Regions from separate parts of the Rattus norvegicus genome. Here regions 2 and 3 are each linked to region 1. A link is a contact called in public Hi-C data. All regions are on one chromosome and are shown on one strand. The core of a region is the stretch at or near the end of the contact, and the rest is flanking DNA. Distances in the headings are between cores, read along the strand shown. Region 1 overlaps Dennd2b (DENN domain containing 2B). Region 2 holds the start of Rpl27a (ribosomal protein L27A). Region 3 overlaps Dennd2b (DENN domain containing 2B).

What was found. Hi-C and Micro-C count contacts between places; a contact is called where the count stands out from the background.
Region 2: a contact with region 1 is called in a Hi-C map of kidney, with 4 times the contacts expected there. The contact joins the promoter of Rpl27a here to the enhancer-like site in region 1. A contact is called at or near these places in 10 of 12 Hi-C or Micro-C datasets (the A7r5 cell line, the Rat2 cell line, Schwann cells and 5 more) and 1 of 1 datasets of contacts at active chromatin or transcription factors (oligodendrocytes).
Region 3: a contact with region 1 is called in a Hi-C map of Schwann cells, with 5 times the contacts expected there. The contact joins two enhancer-like sites. A contact is called at or near these places in 7 of 12 Hi-C or Micro-C datasets (the A7r5 cell line, the Rat2 cell line, Schwann cells and 4 more) and 1 of 1 datasets of contacts at active chromatin or transcription factors (oligodendrocytes).

The regions. Positions count from the first base shown.
Region 1 is chr1:173,068,374-173,071,296 of GRCr8, forward strand. All of the region lies in intron 2 of Dennd2b (DENN domain containing 2B), which reads right to left. Among named protein-coding and RNA genes, the nearest start is that of Dennd2b, 60 kb to the right of the region's middle. Within about 2 kb of position 1,563, at least 20 of the 93 cell types and tissues checked have an H3K27ac peak or open chromatin away from gene starts, as enhancers often do. A contact at or near this core is called in Schwann cells, where this site is marked.
Region 2 is chr1:172,973,122-172,976,044 of GRCr8, forward strand. It overlaps Rpl27a (ribosomal protein L27A), which reads left to right and starts at 1,452. Exons shown (of 5, transcript NM_001106290.1): 1 at 1,452-1,482; 2 at 1,850-1,913; 3 at 2,164-2,239; 4 at 2,681-2,855. The coding sequence starts at 1,480. LOC134478799 (small nucleolar RNA SNORA3/SNORA45 family) reads left to right here and starts at 2,363; the gene lies at 2,363-2,492. It also overlaps a transcript of Trim66 not described here.
Region 3 is chr1:172,990,563-172,993,485 of GRCr8, forward strand. Dennd2b (DENN domain containing 2B) reads right to left here. Exons shown (of 21, transcript NM_001395094.1): 12 at 2,840-2,909. Among named protein-coding and RNA genes, the nearest start is that of Snora3B, 15 kb to the left of the region's middle. Within about 2 kb of position 1,384, at least 47 of the 93 cell types and tissues checked have an H3K27ac peak or open chromatin away from gene starts, as enhancers often do. A contact at or near this core is called in Schwann cells, where this site is marked.

The DNA.
Region 1 (2,923 bases), core at 313-2,812:
GTGTAGAATAAGGCAGAGTGATAGAGCAAGCCAACCAACTTCCTTCTCTGGCCTTCACATACACCACATACACACACAAACACACACACCCCACATATACATACCATACACACTCACATCACACACACCACACACTCACACCACATACACCACACCCATACACACCACATACACACACACCACATACACATACCACACACACACACCACACACTCACACCACACACACACATACACATACCACACACACACATACACACTCACACACCACACACTCACACCACACACACACATACACATACCACACACACACATACACACTCACACACCACACACTCACACCACACACACCACAACCATACACACCACATACACGTACACCACACACACACATACACACACACATACAAACACACACCACACACTTAAACACACCACACACACACCACACTCACACCACACACACCCCACCCATAGATACACACCACACACACACACATACCACACACATACACAGACCCCTCACATACACACCACACACACCACACACACACACCCCACATATACATACCACATACACACCACACACATACACACACACGCCCCACATATACATACCACACACACACCACACACACACATACTCACTCACACACCCCACATATACATACCACACACACACCACACACATACACACACACATGCCCCACATATACCACACACACACACCATACACACACACACTCACACACCCCCCACACACACCACACACACACATACTCACTCACACACACCACACACACACACTCACTCACACATACCACACACACACACACACACACACACACACACACCCCACACACATACAATGATATGTTATAGATCACACACATAGCATAGCATATATATGAAGGCCTCCCAGGCCAGCCTTCCTCTTAAAAGCACTGCTGCTGCTCAGAACTACTTTCTTCTTAGCTCCCTTGTCCAAGACCTCTCTCCTGTTACTTCTAGGTCTTTCTCTCAAAACCCTTAGTTACTCTCCTTTTATTAGATTCAGACAGCCCTCACACACTGTTTTGATTCCCAAAGGCAACCTCTAATTTACAAACTTTCAGCTACAGCAGGACTCATAGGAGAAGAAACTGAAGTTGTTTCAAGACAAGCCCATGGAAACAGGCCCATCTTGGTTGAAGCAGCTTCATACCCTAATTGCATGTAATTTGCCCTTTAACAGGGACAGTCTTAGGGAAGCGTAAATATTCAGTCATTGCAATTGTTTCAACAGGCCGCACAACAGTGTATTCATTATGTCAGAGCCAGGGGTGGGGGTGGGGTCAATAGAGAAAATCATCAATAAGGTAGTCTAAACTCATAAAACCTCCTCTCCTCTCAAAAACAAAACAAAAACAAACAACAACAAAAAACACCCCCAAAGCAAAAAATCTACAGACATTTTCTAGGGCTCCAGGCTGGAACAGACACCAGGATTTCTCTAACCATCTCAGTGTAACACAGAATGATAACATACTTCCCTAAGACAGACACTGCGACCTACTCAAACAGAGGATCACTGTACTGCCCCTCTGGCAGAAAGAGATACCCCCCTCTCCCTTCCTTTAACAGAAGTCACATTAATGCAAGTTTTCCCACGGGCTTTGAAGAGAAATCTGCCTGTTATATTATGCCAGATGGCTGGTGTTTTTTGTTTTTTTCCCTTCATGCCTTCTAAGCCATGGTCCCTCTATCTCAAAGAACTCAATTATTTGCAGCCTTCCTCCCCTAGCCCCCAAGTCAACATAGAGGCACAAAAGGGAAGTGAAGCCAGACTCTGAGAGGCTGCTGCCTAGCCTCCATGGGCCAGAGAAATGTGTGGCCTTTGCTTGACTGCCTTAGCAAACTCTCCTGGACCCAACAGTGGAAACCTGGTGTTGCTAGGATGATGACAGCTGACACCCAGTTCCATACGGGTACTAAAGGGCACTTTCCTGAGAAGCCAGTCCACCTGCCCAAAGCATTCTTGGTATCAGATGCGGTGGGAGACAGGGCTTTCCTCTCCTAGTTGCATATCAGCAAGGAGGCCAAGCATGATACTTAGAGTCTGATGCCTCCTCCAAGCTGTTTTCCCAGCCCAGGGAGAGACAGCACGCCCTAGGCCTTTTTTTCCAAAGATTCCAAGTATCAACTTCCTTGGGTGACTGATTGTTCTTTCTGGAGACTGGGAGCACTGAGGGAAAGTGTACACAAAGGGGTGCAGAGGAAGGGAGGGAGAGGGAGTGAGAAGAGGAATGTTACTTTTTAATCCTTAAGGAACATAGAGGGATCCAATTTGTGACTCAGCTCTGGGAAGCTGAAGGACTGGGGAGAAAAGAACACTGCAGCACAATCTAAGTTTTACACAACTTCTTTGGGCCTGAGAGGCCACAGTGATGTGTCCAATCCAAACTGTTTAAAACTTCTTCAAGCCTGAGTGGCCATAGTGACGAGAAATGACCTCTGAGAGCTGCTCTGTTTGAATCAAGGAAAGGAAAAAAACAAAACTTGTTCTGTACCTGCTCTCTCCAAATGCTACTCCGGGTCATAGCTGGCAGGTTTTCTCCTGACCTATGACAGAGGCTGAGGGTACGTGTGGGATACTCTAACATGTCATACACTCTAAAGGGTCACTGAGGACGGAGGACAGATCCAGGGTGCCATAGCTTGGAGTTTCCCCTCCCTCATTTCTCCATTCCTTGGCGCAATTCCAGGACATATCAAGTATCTGCCCCTGGAATTCCCACTTCCTTGTTTTTCTTTTTGGTTTTCCCCTTACAAGTTCTTCAGAATGCTGTCTGGCTCCTAAGAGGCTTCCAGAACAGTGACACTTCCTATCAGTCAGACCTGCCTTTCATACCTAGAGGTGAGGAGACAGGCCCCACTGCCCAATC
Region 2 (2,923 bases), core at 202-2,701, 95 kb before region 1:
TCTATAAAACAACCCCTACACCTAAGACTTGCAGAAGAGAGACAGAAAGACTGACTGTAAGAGCCAGAGATCTGAGGTTTTACTGTGAAATTGTCGGTCTCCTAGGGGTGTTAGAAGCCACACCAGAAGTCTCACCAACATGACTACCTAAACAGGAGCTAAATAAGATATGTTATAGTCCACATATGAAAGTTATACACCGGGGCTGGATAGATGGCTCAGTGGTTAACAGCACTGACTGCTCTTCCAGAGGTCCTGAGTTCAAATCCCAGCAACCACATGGTGGTTCACAACCATCTGTAATGAGATCAGATGCCCTATTCTGGTGTGTCTGAAGACAGCTACAGTGTACTTATATATAATAAATAAATAAATCTTAAAATAGACCATCATGCCCATCAAACCAATTAGGAGTGTAATTCCAGCAATCAGGAAGTACATATATGCAGGTCAGCCTTGGCTACAGAGTAAGACCCTGTCTCAAAACAAGCAAATAAAAAATCTTGAGGCAATGGTGTGGCTAAAGCCAAACTGCCTAGATTGTAATGAATTGAACACTAAATAAGAAGCCAGCAGATGGATGGGATCTGCCCACTCTTTTTTAAGAAACGGGTCCTAATAGACATAAGAATTTAGGGTATTTTAACTAGAATACTCTTTAGTTTAACAGATCAAGTCAGAAAAACCAAAACAAAACAGTTAAGGGGAGAGGATCTTGTGCACAAGTGGGACATTTTTGTATTCTTAGTAAACAGGCTACATGTCAGGAACTCATGGATTTAAGGGGAAAAAACAAACAAACAATACTGGTCAATCCTTGAACCCTTAGAGAATTTGGGCTCAATCGGGAAGAAAAATGTAATTTAGTAATTTGGAGTTACATGCCAGATTGTGTGGTGGTTCAAGTAAACAAGTAACAAAACAGGTCCAAAAAAGTTCACGCAGGAATCGCTTGCATGAGGAACACACCGGGCTGGGAACCTCGGGTCCAGAGGACTAAAAGCTTACCAGCCAGATTCTGGAGAAAATTCAAATGTGTTTATAGAAAATAGTTCAAAATCTAGATCCCTGAAGCGCAGAAGGCTGTTCAAATTTGACAGGACAAGAGCAAAAGAGAAGGGCAGTGTCCCTTCAAGGGAGACCAGAGGACCTGTGGAAGTTTTGCAGATGCTCTGAGACACCGCCATGGCGGCCAGGAGACAGAACCAACAGCGCCAGAAGAGAGCATTGTACTAAGAAAACGCCCGCCAAGCCCCAGAAAGAGATAAGCATGGTGGTAACCGCGATTCCCGGGGGCGGGCGCCACCGCTTACCCCGCCCACCCACACGGAAAGGAAGAGGCGGGCGCCGGAAGTCGCTGACGTCTGAGCCCCTCCCGAGGCCAGCTTCTGGGCCGGAAATGGAGCCTTAGTCCCACCCCCGCGCCTTCTACCTCGCGAGACTTGGTGGGCTCCTCCCTCTTTCTTTTCTGCCACCGCCATGGTAGGTGTTCTTCTCGTGGCCTCCGCTTCCTTGTGGCGGCTGGGCGCTCTACCTCCCTGCCTTTCGGCTGCTTGCCCTGGTCTTAGTGGGTCTCCATGGCTGCAAGTAGCCTGCGGGGCGGGATGGCTCACTTGGGTCTGGGGCGAGGGACCTGGGGCCGCGTGTTCCGACCGGAGTTGGGTCGCCTTAGACGCGCGGGCCTGGGCGTCTGAACGCGCTCCCGGTCTGTAACCTCAACCTTGCTGAATCCTTCAAAAGGCAAGTTCTCATTTGCAGGCATAATCCGGGCAGGCAAGCCTTGCTGCTCGCTCTCCAACCTCCCCTTTCCTTAGGCAGGCCTAACCATTTTGCTGTTTTTCCCATACAGCCATCCAGACTGAGGAAGACCCGGAAACTCCGGGGCCACGTGAGCCACGGCCACGGTCGCATCGGTAAGTGTGGGCCTTCTAGGCGTTTGGCCTTTGAGTTGTGTTGGAAAGTAGACAACTGTAAGTCGAAGAAAACATTTCTGAGGCCTGGGCATAGCAGTTTCCCTACTTTATGTTGGTAGTGGGGGCGGAAGGCCGAAAAGGTTTATCCCTGAGTCTTGATAACTCATGCTCAGAAACGGATTGTAAACTGAGAACAAACGAGAGCATGCGAGCAGGTAGAAGTCATTCATGTAGCTTTGTGTGCCTGCAGGTAAGCACCGCAAGCACCCAGGAGGCCGCGGGAATGCTGGAGGCATGCATCACCACAGGATCAACTTTGACAAATAGTGAGTGTTTCGGAAGTGGGGGCAGAAGGGATGACTTAGAACAGCTTCTCTCTGGAAACGGTTTCTTAACGTTGGTTATTAGCTTTAGCGAGCAAAACACTGCATGTGAACTGAGGGAACCTGTCCGAGGCTAGAGTCACGCTCAGGTATTGCTTGTTGCCTCAGTGTGCTAGAGTCCTCGAAGAAAAACTACTGACCTTATTCACTGGCTGTGGACTTTATGGCGCAGTCAGTCACCAGGTTAGTGACATACTTCAGATCAACCCTGTTTAGGGACCCTGTTAAAAGTGAGGGCGGGGTTCTACTGAGTGGCCTGACAGCCAGTTAAAAATTATATCAGGTGCCTGCCGTGTCAATGTTTACAATAGTGAACATTTATACTGCGATAGGAGATAGCTAGAAAGATGAGCTTGCTCTGAAGATGGTTGCCTTCCTTCCTAGTCATCCAGGTTACTTCGGCAAAGTTGGCATGAGGCATTACCACTTGAAGAGGAACCAGAGCTTCTGCCCAACTGTCAACCTGGATAAATTATGGACGTTGGTCAGCGAGCAGACACGGGTCAATGCAGCAAAAAACAAGAATGGAGTTGCTCCCATCATTGACGTTGTTCGATCAGTGAGTGAATTGGCTTGTCATTCTTAATGGGACCTTTAATATGCTATCTTGTTTGAAATTCAAGCCTA
Region 3 (2,923 bases), core at 134-2,633, 78 kb before region 1:
TGCCTCATTTTCCTTGGGACCTGAGCATTAAGTACAGTCCCTCTAGTAAGGATAACCCCAAACGTCTAAACTCAACCAGATTCCCAAAGAAAGGCCACCATTCCCAGAGGGCAGACTCAATCTCATGCCAAGCTCCAGGGAAGCTCCATCCTTTATCCCAGGAAAACACAGACAGAGCCTGGCAGAGGTCACAGGGAGGCTTGCGGATTTATATCCATAAGGAGGCTACCCCAAAGGATGTGATGCCAAGACTTTTTTAACTTAATCTTTTTTGACTAGTTCATTTTATGTTATGTATAAGTGTTTTGCTGCATGTTTGTATGTGTTCCACAGGTGAGCCTTGTGCCCATGAAGCCAAAGGAGGGCACTAGGTCCCCTGGAACTGGGTTTCGGACAGTTGTGAACCACCATGTAGGTGCTGGGAATCAAACCTGAGTCTTCTGCAGGAGCATCAAGCGCTCTTAACCAATCTAGCTCCTAAGAAGGGATTGTGGACACTCTTCAGAATAGGACATGTGGCCTTATCTCCACCCTCCCCATCACCATGAGGGAAACTCTGCAAAATACCTCTTTTCTCCCTTGATCCATGCCCAAGGAAGGCAAAAGAAAAACAAGAGAAGAGAATGGCTTTATTAAATGTTTCCTAAAACAGTCCTAGTCTTGGTACTATATACAAAAAGAATACGAGAGCAGCATTATCACCCAGTTTTATAGAGGAGACAGCTGAGTTCTCGAAGATTAGGCCTTTGTCTAGGCTTGCATAAGTAGAAGGCTGTAACCAGGAGTCTGTGCAGCCTTTCATCTTGCTGTCTTTCCTCCAAAGCCTGCTGTTTTCTGATAGGAGGGCGAGAAAGGAACAGAGAGACACAGGATAGAGGTATGCTATGAAGTGAGAGAGAACAAAGAAGGAAAGGGGATTTAAGAGGCAAGTAGTGGAAGAAAGAGACACATACTGTAAGCACCGCTGGGCAGAACCCTGTTAGTAGACTAGAGTGAGTTCATTCTCCAGCAAGAAGCTGGCAGGACCCCATGGCTGCCTCTGGGTTCAGCAGCCTGGAGTGCCTGGCAAGGCCTAGTGGGGAGGGAGCAAAACAGCAGGTGCTGGCCCCTCATGCAGGCTGCTAAGCAAATACAGATGGGGCTATTTCAGTCTCCAAACCTGCTGGCCACAGTCACAGATCTAAAGAGAAGGCAGAATCTGTTTTGTCCATATTAGGTTTGAAACTTACTCCTCTCTCTTTCCCTCCCCACTCCCCACCTCCCCTAAAGCCCCAAGTGATTAAATCAAGTATGTGGGATTTGGGTTAGAATCATTGTGTCCAATCTGCAGGAATGCCGAGCCAGTGCCAGCCCCCTTGGCAGGGACCCAGCCCAGGCCCTCTTTGAGTGCGCCAGGACAAACATGCTCTTCCCTAGGGGCAGCAGGCCCACTGCAAAGGAGCACAGCTCTGTTCCATCCCTGTGCTGTCAAAGGCAGCCTTTAAAACGTTCCTCCCTATGCCCTGGGGATCCAGGCACATGCTGGGTCTCTGCCTGGCTCCCAGCCTGGCATCTGGACCCCTCCCCTGTCCCTCAGCACACTAAGCATTCAATCGCTAAATACCGTTTTCTCCCTAGATCATCCTCTGGGGTTAGGGTAGGGATCCAAGAATGCCAGACTGGTGATAAAGGATTTGGAAATCAGCTCTGGCTCGCAACACACTGCTGTGTGACCTTGGATAAGTCATTCCATCTTGGAGTTTCAATTTCTTAATCTACAGGTCAGAGATAATAATACTCCACAGGCTATCATAAAGATTGTAAAAGAAGAGACACAACTCCACTGAAGCATCTTCTGGAGCATGGCAGATCCTAAGCAAACTTATACTCCCACAGACCTTCCCTCCAACACTAAAAGTTGGCCTCCTCTACTGGACCAGCTCCTGTACACTGAGGGATACGTGCTGGACTTTTGTTTATATATTTTTAGTATATGGCCTGGCCTACAATAGGTGTATAATGGATGCTTGTGGATGGACACTGTTGGATGGATGCCCCCAAACCCTTCTTTCAGGACTCTTTCTATACAAGACTCCAGTCTACGATCTCCCTTATCTGTCCCTAGACTGGTAACCGACACGGCCTTCTCCTACTAACATCTGGAAACCAAAGAACACTGTCAACGACCCAATGACTGACCTTTGAGGAGAATGAAAGGGAAGACAGGCAATGGGCTCTGCTCTCCCTCTAGTTCTTTGTAGCTCTATAGCAACCCCCTTCCCAGGAATGAAAGAAACAGAGATTGCTCTTTGGGGAGAAAAAAAGTTTCTATTTTCAAAATTCTATCTTTCCACTAAGTTCAAAATATTTCTCCAAGAACCCCAGAGGAGGTGTGCATCTCAGTCCCTGCTCGAATGGCAGCTCTACCAGAGCATGGTGAGAGTTCCTCCCCACATGAGGCTGGCCAGCTGTGGGGTGAATAAGGTTGTGCTCTACTTACCTGAATGAGCAAATATAAACTGTGGGTAACATGGTCATAACCAGAGGTCAGCAATCTAAGAGGACAATCCAAGGAAGAATACAAAGAAAAGTCGAGAAAGCTAAGATGCTCTAACAGCCAAGCAGAAGGTGATCCATCCCACCTACCATTGCACATAGTCTTAGGGTCCTATCAGATAGGCTACTCTGAGCCCTGCTATCCCAGGGGTCCCTCAGCTGTGCAAGTACAAGTACTAGGGACAGGTTCAACGGATCACAGGCTTTGACACAGGCTAATGCTGCAGAAGGGTACACAGAGATATACAAATGTCCTGGCCCTCCCCTGCCCACCAACCTCTGAGAACTGAATAGTCTTACTCACCAGTAAGCGCCTACAATAGCCAAAGCGTCTGCTACCGTCTTCCCCAGTCAGCATGAAAGAAAAGGTTTCACTGAAAAAGGAAGG